Linked DNA regions of Macaca mulatta: region 1 is linked to region 2. The links are chromatin contacts, called in public Hi-C maps. All regions are on one chromosome and are shown on one strand. Each heading gives the region's core, a stretch centred on a gene start, on an enhancer-like site or on the middle of the called end of the contact. The rest is flanking DNA. Distances are from core to core; before and after follow the strand shown. Region 1 holds the start of FKBP9 (FKBP prolyl isomerase 9). Region 2 holds the start of RP9 (RP9 pre-mRNA splicing factor).

What was found. A called contact is a pair of places that touch in the nucleus more often than the background predicts.
Region 1: a contact with region 2 is called in a Hi-C map of CD4 T cells, with 6 times the contacts expected there. The contact joins the promoter of FKBP9 here to the promoter of RP9 in region 2. A contact is called at or near these places in 4 of 14 Hi-C or Micro-C datasets (CD4 T cells, blood, fetal cortex germinal zone and 1 more).

Annotation. Positions count from the first base shown.
Region 1 is chr3:95,372,601-95,376,656 of T2T-MMU8v2.0, forward strand. It overlaps FKBP9 (FKBP prolyl isomerase 9), which reads right to left and starts at 1,581. Exons shown (of 10, transcript XM_015133750.3): 1 at 1,262-1,581. The coding sequence starts at 1,482.
Region 2 is chr3:95,218,155-95,222,412 of T2T-MMU8v2.0, forward strand. It overlaps RP9 (RP9 pre-mRNA splicing factor), which reads left to right and starts at 1,387. Exons shown (of 6, transcript NM_001257627.1): 1 at 1,387-1,539. The coding sequence starts at 1,388.

The sequences.
Region 1 (4,056 bases), core at 331-2,830, 150 kb after region 2:
ACTATGCTGAAAAGCTTTTGTATATTCATTGTCTGGAACTTCAAAAAAGTCAAGAGTCTACAAAATATTCATAATGACCCTAGGCCTTGGGGCACATAGCAGGGGCTCAACAAATAGCTCTCTCTGCCTGATCTAGTGATTCACGAAGGGAAGTGCTGGCACGGACCAGGGTTTGTAACAAAAGCCTTGGGGAGGAGTAGCCTGGTGCTGGAGGAAGAGAGGCCTGTTAAACCCGAAACTAAACTGGAGGGAAACTGGAGAGCGGTGCTGTGATCCTGAGGCAGAGCTGAGAGAAGGAGTTCTGGGCCTGGTGTAGGGCCTGGTGCAAGGCGGAGTGACGGTCCTGGACCACCTCCCGCCCAGGAGAGGTGTTGTGTTGTGTTTTGTTTTGCGATGGGATCTCTGTCTGTCTCCCAGGCTGGAGTGCAGTGGCACGACCATAGCTCACTGCAGCCCCAAACTCCTGGGCTCAAGCGATCCTCCCGCCTCGGCCTCCCAAAGTGCTGGGACTACAGGCTTGAGCCACCACGCCCAGCCCCAAGAGAGGTTTTTTTGTATGGCCGGAAAGGAAGGGCAATGGTAGCTGCGCGCACAGACTTCTGGAGTTGGATTAAACAATCTGACTCCATTGTTTCAATACGCTTCGTAGCCTCAGTTGCTTGTTACCTTACTGATAAAATGAGGGTAGTGATAGTACCTACCTCACAAGACTGCTGTACAATTAAATGAGTACACTACAATATGGAAAGTACTTACAATTACATCTACACATTGTTAACAGCTCATTGTATGTTTGCGGCCACTAGCCTCTTCGTCATCATCGTTTTGTGTGAGAAGCACCATCTGACTAGATTCCCAAGGGAGCGGAGGGAAGGAACAGGAAAGGGAGAAGAGAGGCAGGCACGAACACCCACTCTTGGGGTTCCAGTTGTGCAACGCGGCCCCCACTCACACTGATTATTTTACACTGATTTTGCGTGTGTCCACGCGCTGGAGGAAAAGGAGGGCGTGGTCTGCCCCAACCCCTCTGCTCATGGTCTTCCAAGGGTCCAGTCCCAGGCAGGCGGCCTAGGACACATGAGGGCCGGGAGGCTCACCCGCGGCGGAGGGTCTGGGGTCCGGGAGAATTTGGGCAGCGGAAGAAGGGAGGAGCGCGGATGCACGGGGCGGAGCTAGGGGAGGTCCGGCAGGAGGGAAAGGCCTGTCGGGAGAGAGGGACGCGCATCCGCGGAGGCCGCGCCGGGCGCCAAGGGCGCGGTACCTGGAGTCGAACTTCTGGCCGTCGGGGAACGTCCCCACGTAGTGGTAGCGCACAAAGTCGCCGCTGCGCACGGTGCGCGGGCACTCGTCAGGCACGAAGCGCCGCTCGATCTGCAGCTCCGCGTCGGAGCCCAGGCCAGCCACGGGCGCTGCCTGCCCGGTCACCCAGAGCAGCAGCAGGAGCAGCGGTGGCGGCGGGGGCCTCCAGCCCCGGAACGCCATCGGGGCGGCGAGGAGAGTAGCGCGGACGCAGTGCGGAGCTCGGGCGGCACGGGTAGGCCTGGGCGTGCGGCTGCGTTTGCAAACGTGGAACGGTCTCCCGGCCCTCCCCGGGCTGCAGCCACCACCCCCTCTCCCCTGCCGCCCGCCCCCCGGCCACAGCTCGAGGGGAGGAGCCCAGCCTGGCCGCGCGCCGAGGGCGGGCCTGCTGCGCCCTGCTCCGCCCGGCCTTGGGAATGTGCGCGCCGCGGCGGGGAGGGGGGCTGGGAACTCCAAATGGGGACCCAGTTTGGGCCTGGGGAGGGCGTGTCCCCGAGCGAGACACTGTGATCTCCAGACAAGGCTTTGGCCCAAAGTCGGAAGAGAAAAGCGCGTACTGCCCAAACCCACCCGCTGGTCTCCGCCCATCCCTGGAGACACCGGGTTTGGTGCCATGAGGGGCTCCTACGTGGCGGTGGATCCAATTTCCCCTTGCTGCTTTGGAGAGGGAGGGAAAATTAGATTTTTTTTTTTAACTTAGTTACAAAGGTATGGTATCTACCTTGAAAGAGACTGAAACCATCCTTGGGGATTTTTTTTTCTTCCTACTTAAAAGAAAAGGGAGGCCGGGCGCGATGGCTCACGCCTGTAATCCCAACGCTTTGGGAGGCCGAGGCAGGCGGATCACGAGGTCAGGAGATCGAGACCATCCTGGCCAACACAATGAAACCCTGTCTCTACGAAAAATACAAAAAAATTAGCCAGGCGTGGTGGCGCGCGCCTGTACTCTCAGCTACTCGGGAGGCTGAGGCAGGATAATCCCTTGAACCTGGGAGGCGGAGGTTGCAGCGAGCCGAGCTCGCGCCCATATAGGAGCCTATGCCAGGGAGGACTTCATCATAGAGACCCAGATGCCACAGGAATTCATCAGAGTAGTCAGATGCACTTGGAATTGGTTGTTATAATTTATTAAAATTTTGAAATAATGAAAGCAAATCAACGCTTTTTCAACTTGTTGTGGAAGCAAACACAATTCTGATACCAAAACCTGGCAAAGAGAGCAACAAAAAGGAAAAATAAAACTGAAAAAACAGGGCACGATCTAATTTATAAATATAAATGCAAAAATACTGAATAAAACGTGATAAAATCGGATTCAACAGTATATTCGGCCAGGCGCAGTGGCTCACACATGTAACCCCAGCACTTTGGGAGGCCGAGGTGGTTGGATCACCTGAGGTCAGGAGTTCAAGACCAGCCTGACCAACATGGTGAAACCCTCTCTCTACTAAAAATACAAAAATTAGCAGAGTGTGGTGGCACGGCCTGTAGTCCCAGCTACCTGGGAGACTGAGGCAGAAAAATCACTGGAACCTGGGAGTTGAAGGTTGCAGTGAGCCAAGATCACACCACTAAATCATACCACTGCACTCCAGAGTGAGACTCCGCCTCAAAAAAAATAAGTAAAAAATAAAAAAACAGTATTTTAAAGGAAAAATATACCATTACGTGGACTACCTAGGTGAGCTTCTGCAAATTAACAAAATGTCAGTATTCTCTGTAAGATGAAGATAAAACAATAATTATAAGATTATTATAATCAATTAGGTTTCAGGGATCGAGTGAGAAACTACACGAACAACAAGAAAAATATTCATTGTTCATCTTAGAGCTTATTCTAGAAATAGAACACCTATTAATAAAATTATAGGACAGGGCCGGGCGTGGTGGCTCAAGCCTGTAATCCCAGCACTTTGGGAGGCCAAGATGGGTGGATCACGAGGTCAGGAGATCGAAACCATCCTGGCTAACACGGTGAAACCCCATCTCCAATAAAAATACAAAAAACTAGCCAGGTGAGGTGGCGGGCGCTTGTAGTCCCAGCTACTCAGGAGGCTGAGGCAGGAGAATGGCTTGAACCCGGGAGGTGGAGCTTGCAGTGAGCTGAGATCCGGCCACTACACTCCAGCCTGGGCGACAGAGCGAGACTCCGTCTCAAAAAAAAAAAAAAAAATTATAGGACAGAAGAAGGGGGGAAAAAGCTCTAAGATCATGTGGCCATAGACTCAAAACAGCATGAGATAAAATTCAACATCTACCTCTGATTTTAAAAACAAACAGAGGGCCTGGTGGCTCACTCCTGTAATCCTAGCACTTTAGAAGGCTGAGGCAGGAGGACTGCTTGAGCCCAGGAGTTTGAGACCAGCCTGGGCAACATGGCAAAACCCCACCTCTACAAAAAAAATACAAAAATTACTCACCCCTGTAATCCCAGCACTTTGGGAGGCCAAGGGGGCAGATTGCTTTACCTCAGGAGTTTGAGACCAGCCTGGACAACCTGGCGAAACCCGGTCTCTACTAAAAGTACAAAAATTAGCCGGGTGTGGTGTTGCATGCCTATAATCCCAGCTACTCTGGTGGCTGAGGCAGGAGAATTGCTTGAACCCCAGAGGCATAGGTTGCACTGAACCAAGATTGCACAATTGCACTCCAGCATGGGCAACAGAGCAAAACTCTATCTCAAAAAAAAAAAAAAAAGACAAAAACTTTCTGATTGTAGTCTATTAATGGCATTGATCACCAAAAAGTACTTTTGCA
Region 2 (4,258 bases), core at 137-2,636:
CTATGGCCGGAGGATTGCTTGAGGCCAGGAGCCCAAGACCAGCCTAAGCAGCATAGTGAGACCCTGTCTCTACAAAATAAAGAAGTTTAAAAAGTTAAAGAAAACGAATTTTGGAAAAAGCAGTATCACATAGAAAATTAATGAGAATATATTATCGAGGACAGCCATGTCCTAAAAGAAAAAAAAAAAAAAGCTATTCATCATGATGCAAGACTTCAAAATATGTTAATCATCATAAAAGTTGGGCAGTTCATGTGGCCAATCTCCATGCAATTGCCCATCATCTATCCCTGCAATACACATTTTCTATGTTGAATTTTCTTTTGAGTTTGCTTTTGTTTTTCTGTTTTCTCTTTTAGCTTCTTCATTTTTTAAATTGTCAGCATTATGTTTCACAATTCACTATGCTATGTATTACATCTTAACCTCATTTCTAATACTGGAGGCGTCAACTGTATAAAGACTTTTAGAGAGTTCTCATTTGTTTTAGGCATTTTTTGCAAAGATGATTCAAAGCTCATTATTACAATGGCAACTGTGTATATAAGCATTATACATGTATGTAAAAATGTAGAAACTTCCTCAATAAATAAAGAAAAGTCTTTTTTGTACATCTGCATTTGTGAAAGATGAAATTTCTCAAGATCTTGGCTCTTTGGGTGACTGGTACAGTGGTGACATCATGGTGACCCACCCTGTCAAAAGACTTAGGTTGTCTCTCATGGTATTTCAGATAACTGCAGTTATAAAGCTGGGTGCACACAATTACCAAACAGTGATATGTTCATACGTTTCACTTTTTGAACTTTTTTTTTTTTTTTTCTGAGAGACAGTCTCGCTTTTTCGCCCAGACCGGAGTGCAGGGGCACGATCTCGGCTCACTGCAACCTCCGCCTCCCTGGTTCAAGCAATTCTCCTGCCTCAGCCACCCAAGTAACTGGGACTACAGGCGCCCGCCACCACGCCTGGCTAATTTGAACTTTTTTTATGAATACAGTTCATCTGCTCATCCCTACGTGACTGTTGTTAGTATACCTGAGGTGGGCGTGGCCAGGCGGGAACCCCCAGGCTCGGGGAAGCTCACCCAGGGTCCCAACCAGCGCCTCGCCCCGCTTCCGCTCCAGCTAGGCGGCGCTCCCCGCCCACCGGCAGCAGCAGGTCTGGTGGCTGGGCCGCGGTGTTGGGGCCAGGCGCGGGGAGGCGGGGATCTGGCGGCCAAGGCTGGGACTTCGCGGCCGCTGAGGTGAGTTGCGGGGCGGCGGCGGGAGGGGGCGCTGCGGAGCCGCCCGACCGCCGCGCGAAGGAAGTGCTCTCTTGGCCGCCGCCGCCGCCGCCGCCGCCGCCGCCGCGCCGGAGGGGTTGCCCGAGCCGCGCTGCGGGGGCCGAGATGTCGTCCCGGCCGGGGCGCGAGGACGCGGGGGCTGGGGGCGCGCGGCGGCCGCGTGAGCCGCCGGAGCAGGAGCTGCAGCGACGTCGGGAGCAGAAGCGGCGGCGGCACGACGCGCAGCAGCTGCAGCAGCTCAAGCACCTGGAATCCTTGTGAGTTCCGAGCTGCCGTCCGCGCGCGGCCAGTCTTCTGAAACCTGGGGCCGGGGGCGCGGGACGCGGTGGTGGGCGCTAAGCCGGGTCCTCCGAGCCCCCCCGAGCAGGCACGGGGGCCGGGCTCGGCAGGAGCCTAGTGCGGGCGACCGATGTCGGGCGCCGCGGTCAAGGACTTCAAGTCCGTCCTCCTGATGGGGAGCGAGGGGCGTTCAGGGAGCCAACTGCCGCTCGGCACCGAGCAGAATCTGACTTGGGAGGCCCTGCGCTTCTCTAGCTCCACGGAGTTCCAGGACAGTCCAGATGACCCGGGAGAGTGTGGTATAAAGAAGATTCAAATGTAGGGGAGGGAAATATGGCTTCCCTCTACCTTTCTAAGTTCTTCAGCTGGACCACAAATTAAATTGTTATAAGACAGATTAACAGGAGAAAAACTGTTTTAATTATGTACCCATGCACTGGAGGACCACAAAAGTGGGAGACTGAAAGAAGGGCCAGGGAATAGGGGCGTGGGCCTTTTGGGGCGTGGTGCAGACGTTATGGAAGGGTGAGGGGGGAAATGTATGGTGAATAAAGGTTGCTTTGTTATCCCGATGAGGCCCTCGGAAGATAAAAGTTGCCTCCAAGCAGCTCTCTTCCTGATACAGAAACATTTACTACAGAAAATTTCCTTTATAGGTGTAAATTTCTCTTTACAACAGGAAGAGTCGAAAAATAATAAGAACAAAAGGGAAAAAAGCAGAGTCATACTTTATTTTAGGCAGTTGAGGGGTAGCTGAATAAGTTATCCTGTGTTGTTTGATTCTGTTACTTATAGCTCAGTCATCAATATGCCGGAGTGGCATGTTTGAGGATGGTGTATTCTTGTCGTTTGCAGTCATTTATCAGGATGGCTTTTCCTAAATTCTAACACAAACCTGGGGTGGAAAGTTTAGTCAGCAACTCTTTCAGTTCTTGTCCGTGATTCTATAGTTAGCTGCCTAAAACAACCTTTTCTGAGTGTGGCATTCACTCAATTATTCAAGAATTCGTTTCTGTTTTAGGCGCTCCTAGTTACCTATGCTAAGTAGGTGTTAAATTAAGTACAGCCTAAAGCTGCCTCCTTGAATATTTTAAGTTTAGCCTAAAAGTTTCTCTATACTTAGTGAACTGTAACCTAAGTGGATGTGTAAACAGACTGTAACCTACTGTTACAAGTACCTGAGTCTCATACAGTCACAGCAGCTGATTTTCAGGCCGTCACAGGTGGTCAACCTTTGAAACCCTGTTCAAATAAGGCAGACGCCAGGCTGTATGGAATCCAGCTATTTCTCTACCTCACTTTGCTTTTCTGTACATCACTTTCCTTTTCCTGTCCATAAATGTTATCCCACCAGGTGGCAGCCTCAGAGTTGCTCTGGACCTATTCTGGTTCTGGGGGTGCCCGCTTTGAAAACAGTTTTTTGCCAAGTAAAGTTTAATTTGTCTACTTTTTTAAAAACATAATTCGTATAAGGAAAGATCCTCAAAGAGTTAAAATCCTTTATAATTAACCTTCTAGGAGGTTTGATGTGAGATAAATTCCTATGTTGGGACCTGGCCTGCTCTTTTTCCAGCATGGCCCGCTCTGAACTTTTCCCCTTAGCAGGGCAGGGGTTGCAGGATAGAGACTCTGCATTGTGCGCATCCACGCTACAGGGCAGTCCTGACCCTTTCAAGTCACTATGTGGCGCTCGTGGTCTCCCAGGGAAGTCAGGTGTTCAAAGGTCTTCCCCTAGCATAAGCACCATAATGCCTGGCCCTGCCCAGCCCTCAATGTATTTAGCTATAGGATGCTAGAGGATGGTTAATTCCACTTATTTGTAGCTCAGAGAGCTTTTTCACAGATGAGAGAGATTATAACCTACTTTTATAGATGAAAAAATGGAGGAACAGTGGTTCAGTCATGTGATCAAGCATACATTGACCAGCTAACCAGCAAATCTAGAGCTGAACTCAGGTGTCTGATTGACTGGTGGGATTTTTCCAGTTTCTGAGATTTAAAACTGAATGAGCTGTTGAGAGATTTGCTTTGGCTAGCTCAGAATCTTGTTTGAGCTTTAAATTGTATTTATACCAGAGTAATATGTAGTTTTAAAATTCAAATAGTACTAAAAATGCTACCAAAAAATAGCAATAGGCTGCCCGACTCCTCAGTAACCACTCATGTTCCCTGTGTCCCTCTTCCCCTTCCCAAACCAGGCTTCTCTGTGTAAACTTTTAGGTTTTACTTCTGGGATTTAACTGTATATTTATTTATTTTTAATTTTTTACTTTTATTTTTATTTTTGAGACAGAGTCTCGCTCTGTCGCCCAGGCTGGAGTGCAGTGGTGCAGTCTTGGCTCACTGCAACCTCCACCTCTTGGGGTCAAGTGATTCTCCTGCCTCAGGTTCCCAAGTACCTGGGACTACAGGCGCACATCACATGCCCAGCTAATTTTTGTATTTTTAGTAGAGATGGAGATTCACCGTGTTAGCCAGGATGGTCTCGATCTCTTGACATAGTGATCTGCCCACCTCAGCCTCCCAAAGTGCTGGGATTACAGGCATGAGCCACTGCGCCCACCAACTGTATATTCCTAAATTGCATATTTATACTGTTTACATCAATTCAACATCTTAGACATACCATTAACTTCTTGTCATAGTAAGGATTTAGTTCTTTACCTACCCTTCTTGTTTATAATCTTCCAGTATAGA